Regions from separate parts of the Mus musculus genome. Here all the other regions are linked to region 3. Evidence: chromatin contacts called from public promoter capture Hi-C data. All regions are on one chromosome and are shown on one strand. The core of a region is the stretch at or near the end of the contact, and the rest is flanking DNA. Distances in the headings are between cores, read along the strand shown. Region 1 holds the start of Dnajc11 (DnaJ heat shock protein family (Hsp40) member C11). Region 2 holds the start of Thap3 (THAP domain containing, apoptosis associated protein 3). Region 3 holds the start of Rere (arginine glutamic acid dipeptide (RE) repeats).

What was found. Promoter capture Hi-C pulls out the DNA fragments that hold promoters and counts their contacts.
Region 1: a promoter capture Hi-C map of hippocampal neurons shows a contact between it and region 3, with 3 times the contacts expected there. The contact joins the promoter of Dnajc11 here to the promoter of Rere in region 3. A contact is called at or near these places in 2 of 39 promoter capture datasets (cranial neural crest and hippocampal neurons).
Region 2: a promoter capture Hi-C map of pre-B cells shows a contact between it and region 3, with 2.7 times the contacts expected there. The contact joins the promoter of Thap3 here to the promoter of Rere in region 3.

Annotation. Positions count from the first base shown.
Region 1 is chr4:151,932,180-151,935,704 of GRCm38.p6, forward strand. Dnajc11 (DnaJ heat shock protein family (Hsp40) member C11) reads left to right here and starts at 1,541. Exons shown (of 16, transcript NM_172704.3): 1 at 1,541-1,645. The coding sequence starts at 1,574.
Region 2 is chr4:151,987,080-151,991,096 of GRCm38.p6, forward strand. It overlaps Thap3 (THAP domain containing, apoptosis associated protein 3), which reads right to left and starts at 1,907. Exons shown (of 4, transcript NM_175152.4): 1 at 1,804-1,907. The coding sequence starts at 1,877. It overlaps Phf13 (PHD finger protein 13), which reads right to left. Exons shown (of 4, transcript NM_172705.2): 4 at 2,552-4,017.
Region 3 is chr4:150,280,427-150,283,900 of GRCm38.p6, forward strand. It overlaps Rere (arginine glutamic acid dipeptide (RE) repeats), which reads left to right and starts at 1,490. Exons shown (of 23, transcript NM_001085492.1): 1 at 1,490-1,649.

The sequences.
Region 1 (3,525 bases), core at 291-2,790, 1.7 Mb after region 3:
AGAAATCAACCTCTCCTATCTGCAGACAGGTGTCGGGGTCTCCCAGGATACCAGCTTATGACGGGCAAGCGGATGGCTGTGTGGAGGAACAACAAGGACCCCTGAGAAAAGACTCAGGTCATGTGAACCAACAGGTGGAGGGGCCTACGCTGCTGCCCACCACTTGATAACATAATTTCAAAGACACTTAAAATATTTAGATTATTGTAACCAAGACGTTTTTAATAAGGCACCAAACAGCAGGCACCAGGTTGAAATCAATTAGACTCCACTGCTAAATTATACAGGAGAAATTTCCAGCAGAATGGCTCTGAGGTAGGAACCACAGGTATATATGCACGCCAGACGCAATTAAGAACCAAATGGATATTGCCTCCTCATTTATGCGGCAGGGAAAAAAAAAAAAAAAAAAAAGGCCAGGTGCTCCTACATTCAGGGCAATGGTTAAGAAAAGACAAAACATGACAGAAACAGAAGATAAGGCAGCCTCTGTGGACCACAAAGGGTGTAGGTAACCACTTTGAAGGTTTCCTGAGCACACATAAGTCAGCAAGTGGGTCCACCAGCGGCTTCCCTTGTGGGTGGGCCCCGGGAGAGATGCGTGCCTGGGCTCAGGGTGGCTTTACAACAGACTCCAAAACAGGGGAAGGAGCTCAGCCATCCCGGGTTCGCCGCCACCCAGAACCTGGGCCATAAGGGTCTTATGAGTGTGGTGCGGCCCTGTTGAATACTAACCCTGCCCATACAGATACACACACACCACATAACCCCATCACTTTCACAGCCGTAAACACACACACAATATGTCCACTCACACCCACACCCCCACTCACACACATACACTGACCCACACTTGAACACACATTTATAAACACACATCCACAACCCCACACATACACCACAACCCCACTCACACCCCCACCACACTCTCACAAACCCCATACGTGCTCATACACACACACACACACACACACATATCCCACACTCTCACACATCCCACACTCTCATACACACACACCACACCCCCACTTAAACACACGGGACACCCCCACTCATACACCCCACCCCACTCATACCCTCATCACACTCTCACAAACCCCACACACGCTTACACACACACACACACACACACACACACTTACACACAACACTCTCACGTACACCTTACACCCTCATACACACATCCCATGCATCCACTCATACACAAACACCACACACTCGTACACACACACATGCTTGTGTACACACCCACACATGCTGGTACACACATACACAGGTTTCACACACACACACACACACACACACACACAGACTGCACACACACACACACACACACACACACACACACACACACACACACACACACGAGAGGCTGGTATACATATACACCTCCCAGCTTCCGGCCTCGGCCGCGCGGGGGCGCAGTGCGCAGGCGCGTCCCAAGGGCTGCTGTGCGGCTCCGGGCCGCCAGGGGCCGCTGTGACGTGGGCGGGAGGCGCGCGGGAAGCGCTACGCAGCGCCGGACCCTCTTAACCACGGCCTCGCCGGTTTGGCGGGGTGAAAGGTTGCGAAGATGGCGACGGCCTTGAGCGAGGAGGAGCTGGACAATGAAGACTATTACTCACTGCTGAACGTGCGCAGGGAGGTGAGGCCCGCGGCGTGGCGTCGGCGAGGCTGAGGCCCGGCTCGGTGGTTCTGGACGGTCGGACGGGCGGCTCTGGCCCCGCAGCCGCCCCGGCAAGGCCACGGCCCGGCCCGGAGGCCGCGTGACCCCGCCGCCGTGTGCGCCTGCCAGCCGTCGAGCTGCCCGCACCGCCGCGACCCTCGCGCCCCGGCGCGGGTCCAGCGTCTGCCTGGCGCTCCGCGACCCGTGCATGGCGTGCACCGTGCCCAGGCCTGGCCCGGACCCGGACCCACGTACTTGCCGGAAGGGGGACGAGGACCCCGGGGCAGCCGCTGCAGTGGGGAACCAGGTCCCACGCTTCCCCTACATACTCCTACCCTAGGCTAGAGGGTAGGGTCATCAGCCTGAGCCAGGAGCTGGGCGATCGCAGCCCTGGACAGCAAGGTCAAGGCCACAGGGAGCCTCTCCAGGGTTCGGTCGGACCCTCAATCGCTGGTGCTTCCGAAGCAGAGGCTACCCTCCCAGGCTGGCGTTCGTGTCCTCCTCCGATCCCTTGAGCCTTTGCCCAGAAATCAGAGAGCAAGACCTCTCCAGCCTCGACTCGGGGGCCGTGGATGAGCAAGAAGTGCTAGGCCAGAGACGCACCGGCGCTCTGACCGCACTTCAGCATCCAGTGCTTGCCAGTGGATTCACGCGGTCTCCTCGAGAATAAAAAGTCACCCTTGAGGTCCGCACTGTCTGGCACGTGTATACCTCGCATACGTTCTTGTTCTCTATGGCTAGTCCGCACTTGAGCTCCGTCAGAGAAGGGTTCCCGGAAAGGCTTCCAAGGTCAGGTCACGAAAGGCATTCGAGAGGTCTGTGGCTGCTGGGTCCAAGTTGTCAGTCCTTCCACACAAGTCCCAATCCTGTCTTTTAGGGTTTCTGGTAAAGATCAAAAGTAAGGGAATTGTGCTAGCCTCAGCAAAGCTAACCCAGTTGCCAGTAAAAGTTGGTCTGTGTGCTAATAACCAATATCTTTCTGAGTGTTTTCTGCACAGCCACCTGCTGAAAGAACTGACTCAGTGTCTCTTTAAATTGTGATAGGCGCTCTCATAACAATCCAGTATGAATGAGTATATATGTATGTATACATATATATGTGTGTGTGTGTACATACATATGTGTGTATATATGTATGTATACATATATACATGTGTATATATATATTCAATCCAGTAATTATAATCGAGGGAACAAACAGGTGCAATTCGTCCCTGGGCAGTCTAACTCCAGAAACCCAGCTCTTGAACTCTACTGCCTCAGTTTACCATTCCACATACAGCAAAGCTCTTTGTCTCTATACTGTGCCCTGTATCAGCCACTGCTTACCACAGAAACTCCTCCAGGAAACGTTTCCTGGACTTCCAGGTTAGCAGTTGAATGAAACTGTAGGTTTTCCCCTGAGTTGTTTTGTTTTTGTTTGTTTTTTTTCTGCCACAGGGCCTGACACAGTGTAGTGCTGGCAAGAACTCACTGTGTAGACCAGGCTAGCCTTGAACTCGCAGCGATCTGGCTGCCTCTGCCACTCAAATGCTAGGAATAAAGGCCAGAGGCACAAGGCCCAGACATTTCCTGGTTCTTGAAGAAGCAGAGTGGTAAAAGGAACCGACCTTTCTGAGATGGGTTTGCTGTTTTCTTTCCTTTTAAATCTCTGAGTTCTGACTAGTCTGGGTTGTTAGCAATTGAGCCGCCATTCTTTACCCATTTGCCAGAGCTACTGAACCTCTACCGGTCCAGGTGTTCAGGACATGTGAGCCCTCTGGGATTTCAGGGCCTTTCATTGCTATTGCACTGGGACAGGAGCCAAAGAAACACTTCTTTTAAAGGGATGTTTTACCTCTGCCAGTGAGTGCGGCACT
Region 2 (4,017 bases), core at 657-3,156, 1.7 Mb after region 3:
CCTATAAGCAAGACCTGGGTGGGGCACAGTGGTGGATACCTGGAAGGGTCCAGTTCATAAGCCAGCCTGGGCTACACAAGACCAGCCCTCTCGAATTAACAGAAGCAACACTAGCCTGAAGCAAGGATAGAGTCAGAAGGCAGACGGGAGGGCACAGGAGAGATGTCAAAGCACGGGGTACACACAGATCTAAACTGTCCTCAGGAAGCCTACCAGGACATGTGGTGATTGTGCCATAAACACTTAAGTGGTGGCACACGCCTTTAATCTCAACACTCTGGAGGCAGAGGCTGGCAGATCTCTGTGAGTTCAAGGTCAGCCTGGTCTACACAGAGAAATCCTATCTTGAAAAACAAAACAAAAAAGTTTAAAAATTCGGAGGTGTGGCCAGGCGTGGTGGCTCATGCCTTTAATCCCAGTACTCAGAAGGCAAAGGCAGGTGGATTTCTGAGTTCGAGGCCAGCCTGGTCTACAGAGTGAGTTCCAGGACAGCCAGGGCTACACAGAGAAACCCTGTCTCGAAAAAACAAAACCAAAAAAAAAGTCAAGGTGTGTAGAGCACCTGCCTACCCACTACTCTGGAAGGCCTGAGCTCCATCTCCAACACAAAGTAAAATATAAAAGTCTCCCAGACAGGATGCCAGCATGCATTAAGGGAGGGGGTGTTTTTTTTTTTTTTTTTTTTTTTTGAGTGTTCAAAGCCAGTTTTGGGTACATAGCTCTATTCACTGACTTCAGTCAGAACTACAGAAAAGGGCCTGGTCTCAATGGAGGAGGTGGCTATTAAAATAGATAAGACACCTGGCAAAATCCCTGTGGCCCCACAAAACAGGAAAGAAACTGTCCTCTGACCATCCATCCCATGGGAGACATGGCAAGAGGGTGGAGGATTCTTCTACACACAAATGAATTTAACTTAAAAACAAAGAATGAGAGCGGGCAGAGGTGAGTGTTCCCCCGAGTTTCTGGCAACTCAGATACCTGATAACTACCCATGCAGCCACCCGGAGGCCCTTCCATGCAGAGCACACATCCTGGCTCGTGGTCAATGGAATACTATGCAGAATAGTGCTTGTGGGGCAAGGATGACTCTCGCAGGGCCCGGAAGGAAGAGAGAGAGAGATTCCATTTCTTAAGGTTCAAACCTCGCCACAGCCACGCAGCCCACATGCAAGCTATCCCTGTGGGCTGGTGGGAGAAAAGACTGTAAGTGGATGCCAGCGGAGACGTCTGTGGGCTGCCAACTGATGTGTGTATTTTTCTATGGTTGCTACTCTTCAGCAGAAACATTCAAAGTGTACAGGGTGCGGGCTGCCAGGAACTGAGCCCTGAAGGCACAGACATCGCTCGAAGCCGGAGCAGTTGAAGGGTGCTTCCCTAGAAAGGGCTCAGCACGAGTCTTGCTGGGGAAAAGGGGTCCCAGGGCTGCAGAACCGGGGATCTCCCACCTTCCCACAGCCGAAATCCCTGCCATGAGGCCCGGCCATCCTGGGAGCACTCATTCCTCCAGGCCTCCCGCGAGGTGACGCAGGCGCAAGGGGCCAGAGCAGGGACACGGCCAGGTGCCACTCACGCCCATCTAGTTTGCACTGAGCACCTACTGCTTCCAGGCGAGGAGGGGGCGGCGGGGTCAGGCTGTGAGGCCGCGCGCAGGAGCATCGCCCGCGCCCGGCCCGGCCCCTCTACGCAGTCCCGGTCCACCTCGCCTGCAAACCCTGGCCTGGGCCTCCCGGAGCTCCCGCCCAGTGCACCGAGACCCGCGAGCGTTCCGTAGGGTCGGGTCCCGGCTTCCCCATCCCTCACCGGTGGAAGGTGAGCTGCTTCCTGCGGCTGCTGTAGCGGTTGCAGCATTGCCGGGCCGCGCAAGACTTCGGCATCTCGGAGATGGGCCCACTGCCCCTAAAAAAGATGGCGGCTCGGCGGCCTCGGGGGGCGGAGCCTGAGGGGCGGGGTCCGCAGGCTCGGGGCGCCAGAGCAGGACTTGCTCTGCTCCCTAAAGAAGTTAGAGCTGAGGAATACCTCCTACAACTTGTGCCCAAGTAAACAACTTTGGAAACCTGGACTAAAAAAGCGTCGACTCCTAACTCAGCTAAGTTTCTGGCTTGCAGGGCTGGGTTTGTCCGTTACAGACAGGTACAGAGCCTGCCTGGCCTTGAACTCACACTTCATTCATCTCAGCTTCAGACAAGGTTTGGATCCCAAGGGAGGTACCCAGCTGGTCACTATACAGACAGAAGATGCCTAGCACTGGACTCACCTCACCAGTCCGAACTTCAAAGGGCCCTAATGGCTGTGGCTTTGAAAGCTCAGACAAGTGCGGGGTAGAGGGTAGGGGTGGCCGGCACACCTGAACAGACAAGTGTGACAGGAATTGAGGGAAAGGGAAGCCTTTCAAAAGTGCACACTGGGTTTGAGAGCTAACTGGATAAGTGGAGCAGGGGTCATGGTCCCTTTTCATCATCAGTTCAGCTCTGCCAGATCCGCCATCTGACAAGCAACTGGGGAGACCCACAGCCTTTTTCAGCACAGGACACCTAAGGAGGCACAGACCTCAAAGTAGCAATATCTTTATTTACAAAATATACAGTTTCACAGAAACAGCTTGCTTTATACACATAAACTTTATAATTACACAGAACATGTAAACGATGTTGTGTCTGGCCTGGCCAAAGCCCACGGGAAGGGTCTACTTGGGGCTGACCCTTCCCTCCCAGCATTAGCCATCAACCAGGAGCCCAGAGAGGCTCACGCCCAGTTTGCATAAACAAGCTGATTGCAGCTGCCCAGCTCAACCTACCCCCAAACCAAGGTGTCCAAATTCTGACACCACCCACAGGGAAAGATCCCCTTAAAAACAAAGCAAGCAAACACAAACAGATGTCAAATGTATTCCAGAGGCATTGATCTCTGAGCACATGTAATAATGGCCAGCTCCACTGTTCCACAACAAAACCACACATATTCTTAAATGCACTTAAAAAGAAAAAAAAACTACTGCAACTTTGGTTATTCTCAGGGTGAAGACACTGGACAACAACTGTCATGGGGCAGGTCTTTGGCAAATTCCTCTAACTTGTCCTGGGTATTTGTCCCATCAGAGCCACACAATAGCCTGGGGGCAAGACTGTTTCTATCACAGCTTCTCTTTAGAAGAGCTCTCCCCTTGAGGTCTGCACAATCTACAGAGCTCAGCAGTACTTCTACTTTAATATGAGCAACAGGATTTAAAAAAAGAAAGAAAGTTAAACTGGGTGAGTGAGAAAGATGCTATTATTTTTTTTTTTAAAAAAAGGCTCTGATTTGCCAAGTTACAGTCTACACTCTGAGCTCCTTTGGTGCTTAAGACAATGTGGGAGAATGCCTGTGACCTTACAAAGGTACTCCAGGAAGGGGAAGAAAGGTGACACACTGGCCACTCTGCTCTGTCTCAGGCTAACAAAGAATACGCGTGACAACTGGGTAGGAAACACTACGGAGAAAGAATGAGCACTGGAGATGCTGGTTTGAGAGCCAACGCCCTCTTCCTCCTTTCCCTCTGCCCCAGGACCACCAGTGTCCAGGAGCTGAGCCAGCCCTCACTCAGACCAGGGCTCTGGTTCACACCTCTGAAACTCTGCAAGCTGGTGCTCTAGCACTCAGACCTTGCCTTGCCCCAGGAACCTGTATGGAAGGCAGAATGCCCATTCTTTTCACCCATTATCTGAAGAACAGCACACAGGGCCCAAGGACAGTGTCTTCTGTGGACTGTTACTGGACTGGGCACCACCAGCAGAGCTGGGACACCCAGTGTAACAGTGGCAAATACTTTGGGCTGTATTGTGGGGAAAAAAATATGCTTTTTGTTTTTTACATCGTGCAAAACAAGAAACTGAGTTATGAACACAGAACACCTCCACCCCAACCCTCACTCTGTGGAAAGGCGGCTACACATTGTCCCTTTAAACCAACCGTGAAAACCCAAAGAACCACTGCCCCCCCACCCAGGGCTCCTCTTGGGGACACCAGACCACAGCTCAG
Region 3 (3,474 bases), core at 240-2,739:
CCTTTTTTGTTGGCATTTTTAAGACAGAGTTTCCAAATGTAGCTCTGACTGGCCTGCAACTCACACTGTAGACCAGGTGGGCCTTAACCTTTAATTAAGATCTTCTTGCCTCTGGCTCTCTAGTGTTAAGATAACAGGTAAGAGCCACCAGGCCTTGGTGAAACTAGTCTACGCCTCCCCTCCCCCAACAGGGCACAGCTACTGCTCTCTTTAAAAGACTCTCCGTCGTAATGGTCTGTTCTTTATTACTATTTTTTTTTAAAGTCATATGTGTGTGTGTGTGTGTGTAGGTTTGTGCACATGGAGGCTAGAGGAGTGTTGGATTTCTCAGAGCTGTAGTTACAGGCAGCTTTAGCAGCCTGATGTGGGTGCTGGTAACCGAAGTGGGGTCTTCTGCAAAGAGCAGTTGAGCCCTGTTCTTTATTACTTAATGAGGCCTTTTATTATTCTCATCAATAAGCAGCACAATTCACCAATTCACATTTTCTTTTCTTTTTTTTTTTTCACTTCAGTTTCGGTCAAACATTATTTTTAAAACATTATGAACTACCCATCAGAACAAATAACTTCGAATCCACTCTGTAGCTCCCCTTGAACCTCAAGGAATAGGAATCTGTCTCTTAAATGAAATAAGCAATTATGGCTCTGGTAATAATAAGAGCAAGGGGACAGTCGCCAAGCCCACCCCTAAGACCGACCCGCTTGAGGTAGACCATCCCGAGGGTCAGTACAGGGCTGGCCGCTGGGAGCTCTGCCTGTGGCCGAGCAGGGCGGACCAAGCACAAAGCCGCGCCTGGGGCGGGGAGCCCATCTCCCAGGTTCCGGCCGCCGCCCGGAGCGTGCACTAAGGGCTCGGCCGCGCCGCCACCAAAGCCTGGCCTCTCCCCTTGCCTTGCCTTCTGCTCATTTTATTAAAAAGGAAGAAAAAAAAAAAAAAAGAGAGAGAGAAGAAAAAAAAGGAGGAAAAAAAGAAAAAAAAAAAAAAAAAAGAAAATGGAAGAGCGAGCTGGAGCAAACATCCCGCCCCCAGGCCCGCCTTCCGCCTCCTATTGGCCCGTCCTCTACTGACGTCACGAAGAGACAGACCAATGGTGATGGTCGATACTGCGAGGTGGGCCGGGCCCGAGCGCGGAGTGGGCGGCGGGTCGGCGCAGCAGCCCCGCGGCTCCGCCACCATCGCGGAGGTGCCGCTGCTCCCACAGACGCTCGCGAGCCGCCCCCCGCGCTCCGCAGCCTCTCGCCCCGCCGGGCCTCGGTCCCCGCCTCCTTCCCCGCGCCTCGTCCCCTCACGCGCTCCCCACCTTGTTTCCGCCTCATTTTCTCTCCTAGTTGAGGGGTAGGAAAAAAAAAAAAAAACCCTACCATCCTCCGGTGGGAGCCACTCGCCCTCTGGGAAAAAAAAATCCACAAAACCAGACATGGTCCTGGGCTCCCACTGCTGAAGGCTTGGCCCACCCGAGGAGGTCGAAGTCCCGGCAGGGAAGCCCCGCAGCCCCCCGGTGTCGCATCCCCGCGGGCCGGCCCCTTCGGCCCCGCGCCCACCGCCCTCGGTCCGCCGCCGGCCCCCGCGGCCTCCCTCCCGGTCCCTGCACTTTCCCCGGAGCCCGGCCGCCACCCCTCTCATTGATGGTGTAGCGCCCGAGGGGAAGGTAAGTGTCCAAGTTGTCAGCGCCGCGCCGCGGGCGCCCCTCCTCGGCCCCTCTTTCTGGGGTCGGAGTGCTCTGGGTGGGCGGTGGGGCTCGGCCGGGAAAGCCGAGGCGGAATGCGAAGGGTGAGAGTGGAGGCGAGCCCTCGGGGAACCATGGGCCGGACGCTGCCTTTGGTCCTGTGCGAGCCAGGTGACTGTACTACGTGCTTCTTGACCCCTGCTCTCTCTTGGCTTCTTAGGCACGCTCTGGAACTAGTCTGAGGTTAAACTGTTACACGCCACTAGCTGAGCAGCTCAACTGTGAGAGGGAAGGACCCGAAGCTGTGCATTTCTTGGATATTTGTGAATGTGGGGGTCTGGGAACGGACTCATTAAAGTCTCATTTCACATTAGGAGGAAGACTCCTCCTTTGTGTCTCTCTTCTCAGGCTCTGTGATTCCAAAATTAGGGAACCAAATACCACTTGGAGCGGCGTAGAATTCTGTCATGATTTTAAGTTCTGCTGTCTGAAGGAGGGTGCCTTCTTTCTTTCTTTATATTTTTTTAGGGTTATGGGAAGAAGGTAGTTTTACATCGAATGGGGTGTGTGTTGTGTTGAGGGAGTATTGCAGGTTTCCTTTGAAACTGTTCGCTTGAGAAGTTGTTGAAATGAAAATAAAATGATTCATTGTTGAATAGTCATTATCCTCTGTCTCTTTTCCAAGGTTTGCTTACTTTTTTTTTTTTTTTTGATTACAGACTTCAAACATTGATTTCAGCAGAATGTGCCCTTGAGAAACTGGGTGCTTTAAATGTTTCAGTATGTGCTGCTATTTTAAGGTGGCTCTGAAAAAGTAGTTTTGTATGAATCTTGAAATAGCCTTCTGCAAAGCAATTCTTAAGACTAAACAAAACAAAACAGATTAACTAGTGAGTGTGAGCTTGGTGGATTACAAAACAGACATTTAGTGCAGCTCAAATGAATAATACATCCTAGGTTAGATTTCAAATAGCTTTTATAATTGCTTTCCATTTAAAGAGAGACCTTTTTGTCTGGTGTACACTGGTTTCTTTAGTCTCAGTCTGATGGGGGAGGGGAGGGAGAGGATTATCTATACAATAATAAAATCATCTTTGGCGAGATATTTCCTTCCATGGATTTGCTTGCTGAGTTAATTCCACTCTAAATTGCAAACCGTTTTTGATTTTGATGGCCTAGTCTGGGTGAAAGCCTGCCTTCCAGTTTTCTCTGTTGTTGAGGTCGAAGGGAAGAGGCAGAGGCAGAAGCAGACACACACAGAGACACAGACACACCACACACACACACACACACACACACACACAACCAGGCAGAGGGCTCATTGTTCTTCCATACAGATATCCATTCTCTCTCTCCCATATTTGGGGCTAGGTTTGCACAGACAAACACGGCTCTTTTGGGGAGGGATGAGAGGAGATGGGGGATGGGAAGGTGCTTTTCTTGTTCAGTTTTCTTTCACCCATTTCACATCTGCCTTTTTTTTTTTTTTTGCAACCTTGCAAGGCAGATGAGTACATGGGACACTAAAGGACACTGTGGAACGCTTTCAGAAGACTCCTGTTTCCCTCCCTGCCTTTGCAGCCCTGCTTTCTGCTGCTTGCTCTTTTCCATCTGTGTAAAGATCAACTCTGTCATGGTGGTCTTGCACTCTCTGCTTTCCATTCCTTGAGACCCCTGGCTCTGTTAGGGGCAGATTTGTTCACTTGATTTTTATTTTGCTGAGTGTGACTGGGGCCTTTATAAGTAGAAATAGGTTGTCTCAGTTAAAATGATAAAGACTATTTGAGGTTAATATGTTGCAGTATTT